Regions from separate parts of the Mus musculus genome. Here region 2 is linked to region 1. A link is a contact called in public promoter capture Hi-C data. All regions are on one chromosome and are shown on one strand. The core of a region is the stretch at or near the end of the contact, and the rest is flanking DNA. Distances in the headings are between cores, read along the strand shown.

Region 1 (6,755 bases), core at 2,706-5,205:
GACAGGAGAATCTCTCAATCCATTAGGTCAAGGTTCACTGACAAAGCTTATAAGGTGGAGGACAGTTGAGGAGGACACACAACATGGCATTCTAATCACCACATGCATAAACACACATGCACATTCATATACACATATAGACAGACATACACATATACACATACACAGTCTTATTTGTATTCATATACACATATACACATATAGACAGATAGACAGACAGACAGACACACACACACTCTCTTGATTTTATCACTGACACCATGGCTTTGGGAAACTTGCAGACACCTTGGTTTTTCAATGTCCTTTTTAATGAAATGGTTATAATAATTCACTGGATTGATGTGAGCTTGGTACAGCATAGACACCCACCCAGGTAATTTATTTTAAGGGGTCTTACCATGTAGTTCTAGCTGGCCTGAAACTCACTTTGTAGACCAGGCTGGCCTTGTGTTTGCTGAGGTCCTGCCTCTGTTTCCTGAGTACTAGGGACTAATCCAGCTACATAGCAACTGCAGCATATCTTGCACTTATTTAAAATGCCAATTTAAAGTGGTTTAATCAAAACTGTTAGAATAAACAGTTGAGAAATAGACCTGGGCATATATGGCTAATCGATTATTTTTTAAAGATTTTTTTTCCTAAATTTTTAATTATGTCTATTTTTCTACGGCTATGGGCCAGTGCTCACAGAATCCAGGAGGAGGTGTCAGATCTGTTGGAGTTGAAGCCACAGGTGACTGTGAGCTGCCTGACTTCGGTGCTGGAGAGGCTTGAAGCAGAGTCTTTTCCACACACAGTGCTTGGGCAAGTGGACTTTCACATATTAAAAAGTTAGAACCTTGGGCTGAGGACATGGCTTAATGGGTAAAGTACTTTCTGTGAAAGCATGCAGACCTGAATTTGGGTCCCCCATACTGACATAAATAGCCCAGAGCTTGGGAGACAGAGACAGACAGATCCCAGGGGCTCAATGCCCAGCCAGCCTGGCCAAAACAGCAAACTTGGTCCACTGAGAGACCCTGTCTCAAAAAAATAAAGGGGAGAGTGATTGGAGAAGACATTTCAATATCAACCACTGGCCTACACACACACACACACACACACACACACACACACACACACACACACACACATACACACACACACACACACACACAAACCCCACCCTTTGATTCATGATCAAACGGAACACACTTCACTCAGTTCTCTCTTTATTAACACCATTGCTCACAGCCAGGCTTCTTACAGACTTGCTGTGAAGAGGGCCTCTGGGGAAGACTGAGGGAGTCAGGAGCTTGCAAGCCCAAATCTTCAGTTTCATTCCCAGTCTAAGGGGAGGTTCGAAAGCAAAGAGCAGCCTCAGAAAGTGGCTGTGCACGAGAAGCTTCCAGAAGCCTTAGATTATCACCGGGGTACCCAACCAGGACAACCAAACACATAAACCGAGCTATGTCTCTGCTTGACAGTGCTCAGTGATTTCCTCCAGTGTTTCCCAGAAAGATACTTGCAGAGTTTGGGGGCATCAGAGGTCACAGGGTCTCCAGCAGGCAGTCTGTGGTTTCAAGGGTACCTTTTTTCTCTGACACTTGTGACAATGCTTGCTTGTGACAAATCCTTGGATTTGATTCTCCCTCTGCTTCTGACTTCTTAGTCCATTGGCCTCCTTTCTGGATTTGTTCCAGAAGCCAGGACTGTTCTTGGTTTTAGTGCCTTGGGGCAATAGGCTCAGGCCTGGGATTGATTTTGTTTAACACTCAGTGGCTGCTTGGCTTTCTAACACCTGGCTGTCAGCTCCTGCTCCAGCTCCTGTTAAGATGTGGTGACCCATTTCTCTACCTTCTTTTTTCTAGTTTGCAGTGCCTGGCAATCCCCTAGTGATGACTAATCTCATCTATCTCAGGGTACCTGGGCAATACTACTATGGCAAGTACCAATAGGAATGCTTCTCATGGTACTTTCCTATTCTAATATTCCAGATGTGCCATGGCATGCCCATGTGGATTGGACATCCGCCAGTGCTTATGTGGTGGGTGGGTGGAAAAGGTCAGGTCTACCATGTAGCTGTAGAGTTTTGAACTGGCAGAGTGGTGAACCCAGATGTACTGATATGAGTGAAATTTCCTGGCATGAACAACCTTGGTGCTGGGGTCAGTGGCCGATCCCTCCGTGCCGGCTGGAGATTTACGGGGTGAGCACTGACCAAAGCATCTGGTGTGTTGTCCAGTGCTGTAAGTTACTGGTCCAACTCTTTTTCCCAGGATGCCTGTCAGAATTCACATCAGGCACAGAGCCAGACTCACAATGACAGTTCTAGCATCTGGATCGTATGTGCTGTATGCAGTCAGAGGGAAGTTTACATGTTTCTCCGTGCCTTCAGCTCAGTGTCAGTAGACCCATCAATGATGGTGTCTTTAAAGTTGTCATACATGCCAGCCCTGCTGCGGCTCCTTGGACAGAGGCTACTAGATGTAAAGGCTCCTTGCCAGTTTCCCTGGATTAGAATGACAGCCCTTTAGAGTAAACAGCCCAGCGAGCGAGCAAGTTCTTGGTGATTCTTCTCATGTCACGCATAGCAGCTTGTTTTGAACCTTGCTTGGTGGTTCGCTGAGAATACCTGTTTCTCCCATGACCTGTCTGAGATACCCAGAGATGTGTGGCACTCTTGTCTGGTGCTTCAGAGGCACTGCCATGTGAGGTAGAATGGAGCAAAACCTGCTCTCAGTAGCTCTCGCCAGCACATTTCCACTTAGTCCGGCTCACTAAAGAGAATCTGAAGATTTTTGTCTTCATACAAACTCTATCTTTGTAGCTCAGCTGACACAGAGCTCAGGCTCCCCTTGATTTGCCTCTCAATTGCTGCATTAGTGTTGCCCACCAATCTCTGGACAGAATCTGAAAGATTCTAAAAGAGATTGTAAGGACAATATTTGTGAGCATAATGTGAGCAAGTAGAAGCTTGCATTTTAAAGTAGTTAAGCTGAAACAAACCCAAAACTCATAAAGTTCTTAGAACTCTGTTTGCTGAGCAGTCCTGCCCCTCACTAGCCAACAGTTTTACTGCAGCAATACGAGGCCTGGGAAGGTTAAGGGAGGGTTTATCAAATTCACTCAATTAGTGGAAGAACGTAACACGGAAGCAATTGTTTCTTTTTTTTTCTTTTTAAAATATTTTTTATTAGGTATTTTCCTCATTTACATTTCCAATGCTATCCCAAAAGTCCCCCATACCCTCCCCCCCACTCCCCTATCCACCCACTCCCACTTTTTGGCCCTGGAGTTCCCCTGTACTGGGGCATATAAAGTTTGCATGACCAATGGGCCTCTCTTTCCAGTGACGGCCGGCTAGGCCATCTTTTTTGATACATATGCAGCTAGAGACAAGAGCTCCGGGGTACTGGTTAGTTCATAATGTTGTTCCACCTATAGGGTTGCAGTTCCCTTTAGCTCCTTGGGTACTTTCTCTAGCTCCTCCATTGGGGGCCCTGTTAATCTATCCAATAGCTGACTGTGAGCATCCACTTCTGTTTCTTGACTCTAAACCCTACCTTTGCTCCCCACTGTCTTTCATTCTAATGGTTTGGATTCCCCATGAAAACCTATTAGTAACATATCAACCAATCACTTTCCACAAGGAAAAGGAAACAAACTCAGTCAGTGAGAGTGGGCTTTGGGGTATCAGTTCAAATGCAGCACTTTTTTTTTCTCCCCTTTTCACACTTTGATTTTGGCCACCCAAAGCCTCTTGCTCTGAGCTGGGTTGGTCGGTCCGGGACAGGGAGCTCCTACTCCCCCCCTCCTTCTCTCTTCACAGCTGCAGAGTTCAGAGAGTTGAACTGCAGCGCTTTGAGTTTGCTGCTTGCTCAGCCACAGTCAACCTCTGTTGTAAATTTTCCTCCCGGAACACGTGACGATGCATTTCTTGACTATATATCCCAAGGACAGCAGCCGGGCTGTCAGAGCGCAGAGCCTGACAGAGAAGAGAAACATCCTCAGATTTGGCCGTTTAAGAGTTCCACACTTGGGACAAACTGTCAGCTTTTGGTAAGTTAGCAAGACTCCTTGTCTTCGGAGACATGCAAGGGGGAATAGTTCTATTAATAGAGAAAGTTTTCTTTCTTTCTTTTTTATGTAAGGAAACTTTGTTTTGGAAGTTGAAGCTTTTGAAACAAAATGTAAAGTTTGCTTCTGCCGTGCCAGCTAAAGCATGCCTTTCAATTTTAAGATGCTTTCCCCCCATGAATCCTTATATGGTCTATAATGTTCAAAGTATAGAGCTAATGCATAGTTATTTTCTGAAATGTAAATAAAGTGTATAATCTATCCATCCATCCATCTATCTATCTATCTATCTATCTATCTATCTATCTACCTACCTATCGATCACCTGTCTGTCTATCACCGATTTTTCTATCTGGTGAACATTTTTCTCATTTTTTCCTCCTTTCCCTCCCCTAATTTCTCTTACTTGCTCCAAGCTCTCTGAGCTAACCCGTTGACTGCTTGGTGAGATGCCTTACGTTCAGCTCTTTCTTTCATTCCTGTTCTTAATCAAAATAGGTGTATTTTGATCTATTGCAATTTCACGAGCCATGTGCTTGCCTTCTGCCTGTCCCATGGATCCAGGTGGAAGGTTTAACTTGCGGCTCTCTCCCCAGATCCCGGCTGTGTGAGCGGCAATTCAATGCTGAGGATGGAGCCTCTGAACAGCACATACCCCAGCGCTGCAGCCTCCAGCAGCCCCCTCGAGTCCCATGTGCCTAGTAACAGCAGTGGTAATGGCAATGAATACTTCTATATTTTGGTCGTTATGTCCTTCTATGGCGTTTTCCTGATCGGAATCATGCTGGGCTACATGAAATCCAAGAGGCGGGAGAAGAAGTCCAGCCTTCTGCTGTTGTACAAAGACGAGGAGAGGCTGTGGGGGGAGGCTATGAAGCCGCTACCTATGATGTCCGGCTTGAGGTCAGGGCAGGTGCCCATGATGCTGAATATGCTGCAGGAGAGTGTGGCGCCGGCACTGTCCTGCACTCTTTGCTCGATGGAAGGGGACAGTGTGAGCTCCGAGTCCTCCTCTCCTGATGTGCACCTTCCCATCCAGGAGGAGGGGGCTGATGACGAGCTGGAGGAGACCTCCGAGACGCCTCTCAACGACAGCAGTGAAGGCTCTTCCGAGAACATCCACCAGAATTCCTAGCACCCACCAGGTGCTAGGAGGTAGCTCCGTAAGCTACACTTGACAGAGGGAAGACACTTGCCAAGTGCCGGGTTTCGCTTTTGCTCTGCGGCTGCCACATTGAACAGACTGAGGGCAAGCTCCAAAATGGGGCAGGGAGAGACAAGGCTCAGCTGCAGTCCTTGAGGTTCCTGTGGGACTCATCTCTGAAAAAGTCCCAGAGACATACAGCATGACCATTGACTCTGGGGCCTGGGTGGTGGTGGGTCTGTGGTCAGCATCTGGCTGGATAATGTGGTGTTTTTTCACTGGAGGCCCTGGGTAACTTCTGCAGCATCTGTCTGTGCCCAGGGCTGACAACTGCCCAGGGCAGGCTGAAGGACTCGTTTCGATTTGCTAATTTTCCTAGAGCTTTGTTCTTCTAGATCTGATGGGCTGTAAGTATCTTTAATGTGTGCCTGTGGCATTCGATTAGAGACAGTTATATATTTCACTTGGAGGTGGGAGAAAGCTGAAGAGAGAACCCAGATTGTTTGCACAATGCAAAGGGAGAAGGTAATTCGTACACATGTCTGAATTAGCTGGGAGTATAAGCTATGACCTCATCTGAGCTTTTGTCTCACCTGTGAGCTTGAACTCTACAGCATTGCAGGTGAGCATGGCTTTCTTTGCCAGTCAGCTTCCTCATAACCAAGCCTGCATTCGGGATGGCTGTTCATGGTGGTCCTCCTGACCTTCACAGATTGGGTAATGGTGGGGTTATACAAGGCCAAATCATTGACAGCTCTGCTGCAGCTCTTTTTCCCAGCCTAGTTTTCTGAGGCCAGAAAGGACACATGTGGGCCTCATAATATGGGGTTTTGTCACGTAGCTGGACCCTGGAAGGGCATACTTAGGCGAGATCGAGCAGAGCTGGGGTTCAAGCAATGTGCTTCCTGGTCTGAGCCCTGACACTCATTCACTGTGAGGTTCTGGGCATGTCATCACAAGATTCTGCCTACATGAGGCTCCTGAGGCTGTGCAGCCCCAGGGGGCTGGGAGGACATCTTTAGACTTTGTACTGTGTGATAAATCCTCCACAGCCTGGTGTGAGGAAGTTTGGAGCAAGTATTTCCCCTTTGGCCGCTTAGTCTGGAGAAAGATGTGTTGACTTAAAGACACAGTTGGAGACTTTGGATATGTGTAGCTGGGGAATTCGAGGCTGGATCATCGGCCTTCCTTACTGTGGCTTTCCCAGGATGCGACTGAAGAAGCTGGCAGCATAGTTTCCTCTGCAGAGTCGTGTGGATGGGAGGATGTTAACACACCCAACCGAGGGAAAGAGAAATTTAAAGGGAGCTACTCAAGAGCTTTGCAGCAGGCTCTTGTGCCCTTAGAAGACCAGAAGGAAGCAGAAAACTCCCCAAAGGTCAAGTTTGCCTCTAGTGCAAAACCTTCTTAATTTTTATTTATCTGAACTCTCCCTGGATTGGAGACAGAGCAGTCACTAATGTCCCCATGAGGGGTTAACACTATAAGGAGCTGTTTTTTTCAATCAGTTTTGACACAGAGATAGAAAGGTAATTTATGTTAGAGGCGGAAA
Region 2 (6,167 bases), core at 3,652-6,151, 880 kb after region 1:
ACATCAAGAAATGTATTTATCTCATATTTCCAGATAAGAGGCACAGACACTATGATAATTAGAATTTTAAATTTTGTTATAATTCTGCTTAAGGATTTGAAAGGACACTCTGTTGAAATACCTCCTATTCAGCTACAGTAAAGTGTAGCTGTCTTCAGACACACCAGAGGAAGGTGTCAGATCTTATTATGGATAGTTGTGATCTACCATGTGGTTTCTGGGATTTGAACTCAGGACCTTTGGAAGAGCAGTCAGTGTTCTTAACCACTGAGCAACTTCTCCAGCCCTTAATTTTGTTTTCTTGAGACAGGAACACATGATCTTCCTGGTTTGACTTCTCCCATGCTAGGAATTAAGATAGGCACTTTCTTTTTTTTTTAATTAAAAAATATTTATATGAGTATACTGTTGCTATCTTCAGACACACCAGAGAAAGGTGTCATATCCCATTACAGATGGTTGTGAGCCACCATGTGGTTGCTGGGATTTGAACTCAGGACCTCTGGAAGAGTAGTCAGTGCTCTTAACCTCTGAGCCATCTCTTCAGCCTGGCACTTTGATTCTTGGCTAGAATATACATTTGTTATTTTTGGCTTTTCAAGACAGTGTTTCTCTGTGTAGCCCTGGCTGTCCTGGAACTCACTCTGTAGACCAGGCTCAGAAATCTGTCTAACTCTGCCTCCCAAGTGCTGGGATGAAAGGGGTATGCCTCCACTGCCCGGCACATTTGGTAATTTTCATTTGTTGATTTTCACAAGTTATACTTGAAACGTGACAGTTAAAACAAACAAACAAACAAACAAACAAACAATAACACCAAACAACACAACACAAAACCTTCATTAAACCCATGGCACTGACACCCAAGCTTTATGGAGACGAAAATGTACTTTGGGGTATGGGATAAGACTATTTAAAAGCCTCTGTAGCAGATTGAGGAAATGTCCCCCATAGGGAACACTGAACACTGTGATGCTGCTGTTTGGGAAAGGTACGGAACCTTTAGGGAGTGGAGCCTTGTTACTGGGATACATCACTGGAGGCGGGATTGGAGGACTTAGGACACGCTGTACTTCCTGATCCTCCGTTGCTGGCAAGAGGCTGAAGATCGGATCAGCTCATTTTTTCTGCTCCCACTACCAGGCACTTTGTGACACATCCTATGACTGTGACAGTTATGATTATGGGAAAAGCAACAAATCTTGCCTAAGTTACTTTTAGTCATCGTACTTGAGCACAGCAACAGAAATGTAACTATTGAGGGACCCCAGTCTCGAGACTCCGTCGGGAAGCAGGGAGGCATGCAAACTCCCTGTGTTGTGATGTCTTTCGAGCTGTGCTTGACCTTGTCGCCATCCAGGCAAGAGACAAAGGGATTTTAAGGAGAGACAGTTGTGCTGTCCAGCTGCTGGAACAATGAACACCGAACAACTAAAACCTCCTGAGGAATCTCCTGAGTGGGAAAGTACTAAGGGCCAAAGCTCTCATGACAGCAAAAACAATAAAAGTTGTTGCCCAGGAAGACTTCACACAGTCCTGACAACTTCCTGGATGGAAGATCCTACCTTGGATCTACCAAGGTAGGATGGGGATCCTACCTTGCAGGATGAACTGGATCAGAGATGGTAGGTCAGTGACAGTTAGGACCATACCTTGACCAGCACTGGTTAAATATCCGTATCTCTTGTAATCTCTTGAAACCTAAACCTCATGCTAGTACACTGAAGTTGTACTTGGGGAGTTACTCGACAACTCCCCTATTTTTCTTTTGCATTTTTGAGATAGGTTTGTAACAGCCCCGGCTGTCCCAGAACTCATTTTGTAGAAAGGGCTGGCCGCAAACACAGAGATCCACCTGTCTCTGCCTCCTGAGTGCTGGGATTAAAGGTGTATGCCACCACACCTGGCTTTGATTCCCATTTCTTACCATTCCCAGATGTGACCACATTGAGTAAGTTCACTCTTTTTTCAGTGTCCTTTGTCTCTTTAAAGGCTGTAATAGGGGTAAGGTGGCCAGGACTCCTTGAGCTCAGACTTGGACCCAACAATGTCAATAACCCCCTAGGTGACTGTTTTATAAGAAGCAGCATTTGGTTCCATTCTAAGTACAAAAGATTGGTGCAAGTTAACTGTGCATTGTTTATATAGACACTACCACCTGGCCAACACCACCCATGGAACTTAAGACTGTTACCTGATTCCTAAATCTATAAATTACCAAGGTAGACTGGGACCATAAGAGCACATGGCTTTATTAAAACTCTTAAGAAAAGTCAGGGGCTGGAGAGATGGCTCAGTGGTTAAGAGCACCGGCTGCTCTTCCAGAGGTCCTGAGTTCATTTCCCAGCAACCACATGGTGGCTCACAACCATCTCTAATAGGATCTGATGCCCTCTTCTGGTGTGTCTGAAGATGGCTACAGTGCACTCACATAAAATAAACAAATCTTAAAAAAAAAAAAAAAGTCAGACACAACAAATTATCACACACACCTGTTTGAGGGAGGTTCAATACCTGCAGGAAGAAGACACCTACCATTGTGATGGTACCATGTGTGCATCAAGGACTTGGCACACAGAAGACCCTAATTGCCTCTAGGACTTCAGTTCAGCAGAAGCCCCATTTCCTGAAGCGATGCACTGGATTATCAGTGTTTCTGTCCACCCCGTCCTCCACCCAGCCTGGTCCTGTGCTGGCCACTGTACAGCTGCTCTTTGTGGATGGGCTGGAAGTCACAGCTCCACTCTGTCTCCAGTAGCTCTCCAATTTACCTTGCTGTTTCTCAGACCAAATCTTGTTGTCTTTGGCTCCTGACTCGTTTTATCCATCGCATCAGGAAGCCATGCACAGGTTTCCTCCAAAATACACCCAACACATGATCCCCTCATGCTTCCTTTGCCATGCATCCCATCCTTGACTCCTCAGGGCTACCCCTCACCTCAGCCTCTTCAGCACCCTGTTTGCACCTTACCCCTTACAAACCAGGTGGAGCAGTTGCCAGAATGACGTACTCACAATGCACAAGAAAAGTCATGATGTCCTGGCACCCAAGACCTTCTGACATACAACGGGGTGTTTTGTTTTGTTTTGTTTTTTCAAGACAGAGTTTCTCTGTATAGCCCTGGCTGTCCTGGAACTCACTCTGTAGACCAGGCTGGCCTCAAACTCAGAAATCCACCTGCCTCTGCCTCCCAGGTGCTGGGATTAAAGGAGTGTGCCATCTCTGCCCGACTGCAATGGGTTTCTTATACTTGGGAAAGGCCATGGGCTTTGCAGTGTCCCTGAATGATGGACAAGCCCCGCCCCCAGACACACCCCACCGCCCTGGCTTTCACAGGTTCTGGAGAGGCTCCTCATCACTTGGGCTGTATGCAGTCTAGATCACTGCTTCTCTCCAGACACACGAAGCTTTCGATGAGGGCCAGGTGTGTCTGGCCTTTTGACATCACCTCACAACACTGTCATAACCAAGTTCATGCCTGAGAAGTTTGCAATCAAGTATTTTTAAATTGTTAAAAAAAGAAAAAGTCAACGAAACTTCAGTGTTTTAAGTACCCTTACAACCTTGTGCTGAGCTTAATTCACATGCACTCTGGGGAGCAAGCTGAACACACACATGAGCTGTTTTCTCTTCCCTGGACCGCTTTCCTTGTTTCTGGCTTTGCTCTCTCCTCCTTTAAAATCTTTGTACATGTGTCACTCTGAGCACAGTTTAACTTGGCAAGCTGCCTACACACACACACACACACACACTGAGCCTTCCATCTGCGGCTCCTTTTGTTTGCTTCCTTCCCACTTACTACTTTCCGGCACTCTGTGCACGTTACCTATTTGCTGGGTCACTGCTTCCCTCTGCAAGGATGGAAGCTCACCACAGCGGGAGCGTCGCTCTGCTCAAGGCTTTCTCAACAAGTGAACTGTGTGTCAACAAAAACTCACGCGTAAAGGACAAAAATTACATGTAAGAGGCAGTTGCTTCATTGTGGAAAGCTCAGTAACTCAGCTTTTCTGACTGCTCTAATCACTGTGCATAATTTATAAAACACTGTAGACCTCCAGCATCTCTATATCCAATAAATATAGTAATATGTAGTTATCTTGTTGGTTAAAAGAAAAGCTTGCAGGTCTCAGGAAGGTAAAGGGAAGGAGTTTAAGGAGAACATGCCCTCAGCTGGCCCTGGTAGAAAAGCAGCCACCTCGGGGCAGCAGCTTTTCTTTGCAGACAGCTCTGCATGCTGGAAATCCGGTGAGGAGCTTGGAGACCAGGCCTTCATGTATCAGGACACTACTGCTGTGTAACAAAGCACACTAACACTGACTTTCAAAGTCTGTTTTATTGTCCACACTTTTGTGGGTCAGGAATCTGAGAGCAGGGTCCCACAGCTGTGCCTGTTTCTAGTTTCTCATGATTTTCCAGATGTTGTTGGCTGCATCTGTGCAGGATGTTCAGGATGGGCCACTCACAAGGCTGGATGCCTGCGCCGGCTGGCAGCTGGAGCTGCTTTCCCACAGACAGATGTGGACTGGGTGCCATTTTCTGACTTAGCCTCAGAACCACATAGTTTTACCTTTTCCCAGTTTCCCAGACCTGTTACCAAGGCTGGTCTGGTGAGTCACTGAAGTGGGCTCTTTTAAGGGGAAGACAAGAGACATCATCACTTCATAGGAGGAAGGTCTGAAATTCTGTGGAAATAACTTAGGAACTACAACAGCATCCATAAGAACATAAAACTGAGGGCAGCTTCTTACAGTCTCATGGTAAGAAGGCTCCTCCCCCTGCCCCCCCCCCCCCCAGTAGACTCTGCTGTTTTAGGATAACCAACCCCTCCCCACAGTCTCTGTGGCTTACCACAGTCTGTCTTGTACCTCTATCTCATACCACTTCCAGCCTTTGGCTAAAGTGTCAGTGGCATGCCAGGGAATTGTGGTGGTGTAAGGATGGCTGTGAGGAAACAGCCACCCAAAGGCCCCACTCCATGCTCACTCTCTGAGCAAATTCACATCACTTGCTTTTTTAACTTCACAGAGCAGCTGACTGACACGAACTGGACCAGCACTGTTACTTTAAAGATGGACTGTTGTGCCGGGCATGGTGACACACGCCTTTAATCCCAGCAGTTGGGAGGTAGATTTCTGAGTTCCAGGCCAGCCTGGTCTACAAACTGAGTTCCAGGACAGCCAGGGCTACACAGAGAAACCCTTTCTCAAAACACCAAAAAAAAAAAAAAAAAAAAAAAAAAAAAAAAAGATGGACTGTTGTGTTTTACTGATCAACTTACCAAGTTGTTTTTGTTTTGTTTTGAAGATTTATTCTTTTGTATATGAATATACTATAGCTATTTCCAGACACACCAGAAGAGGGCATCAGATCCCTTTACAGATGGTTGTGAGGAACCTTGTGGTGGCTGAGTATTGAACTCAGGACCTTTGGAAGAGCTGAGCCATCTCTCCAGCCCCAACTTATCAAGTCGTTAAGGGTCAGTGTGCAGCAAGTGTTTCTCTCCATCCACTCTGCATATTCTGGGGATTGAACTTACTTTGCACTTGCCAGGGAGTGCTCTACCGCTTAACCACATCCTCAAAGCATCAGCCAAATGACCATCACAGTGCCTGACAATATGCTCATGAAGCTATCCACAAATTTCCTAATAGAGGCTTGGCGGGGCTGGGGGGTGGGGGGGTGGGAAGGCCGGTGCTGACAAGATGGCTCAATGGATGAAGGCAGTCACTGCTAAGCCAAAGGACCAGAGTTCAATTCCTGGGAGCTCAAATGATAGGGGGAAAAACCTGCCCCAAGGCCAAGTTTGGCACCCACATGTCTCCCCTGCCAATAAATAAATGAATAATAAATAATATTTTTATGAGTTAGAGAAATGATGACAAGGACATAGGTGTGGCTGGATAAGAGTAAGAGGCCATAACAGATCCGAGGGGTAAGGATAATGAGAGCATTTTAGAACTTATACTGGGATGGGACAAGAGTTGTGAGCTGGGCTTATAGACTAGCATGATTTGAGTCACGCTGCACCAGCTCTGACAGCAGGCTGACAGAAACCAACAGACAACCAGGAAGGCAGTGGCTTGGAACATGGGGACGGATGCTGTTTGGTGGCCAGTGCTGGGATATTTCTTGAAGGAACAGCTGACAGGCTTTGTGTTCAGGTTTA

The links. Promoter capture Hi-C pulls out the DNA fragments that hold promoters and counts their contacts.
Region 2: a promoter capture Hi-C map of embryonic stem cells shows a contact between it and region 1, with 6 times the contacts expected there. The contact joins the enhancer-like site here to the promoter of Kcne4 in region 1. A contact is called at or near these places in 8 of 39 promoter capture datasets (the C10 cell line, cranial neural crest, embryonic stem cells and 3 more) and 1 of 9 other capture datasets (adipose tissue).

Annotation. Positions count from the first base shown.
Region 1 is chr1:78,812,956-78,819,710 of GRCm38.p6, forward strand. It overlaps Kcne4 (potassium voltage-gated channel, Isk-related subfamily, gene 4), which reads left to right and starts at 3,956. Exons shown (of 2, transcript NM_021342.2): 1 at 3,956-4,041; 2 at 4,656-6,755. The coding sequence starts at 4,682. The coding sequence ends at 5,194. The region is part of intron 3 of Gm29536 (predicted gene 29536); the gene reads right to left.
Region 2 is chr1:79,693,805-79,699,971 of GRCm38.p6, forward strand. No RefSeq gene overlaps it. Among named protein-coding and RNA genes, the nearest start is that of Ap1s3, 25 kb to the left of the region's middle. Within about 2 kb of position 4,902, at least 87 of the 459 cell types and tissues checked have an H3K27ac peak or open chromatin away from gene starts, as enhancers often do.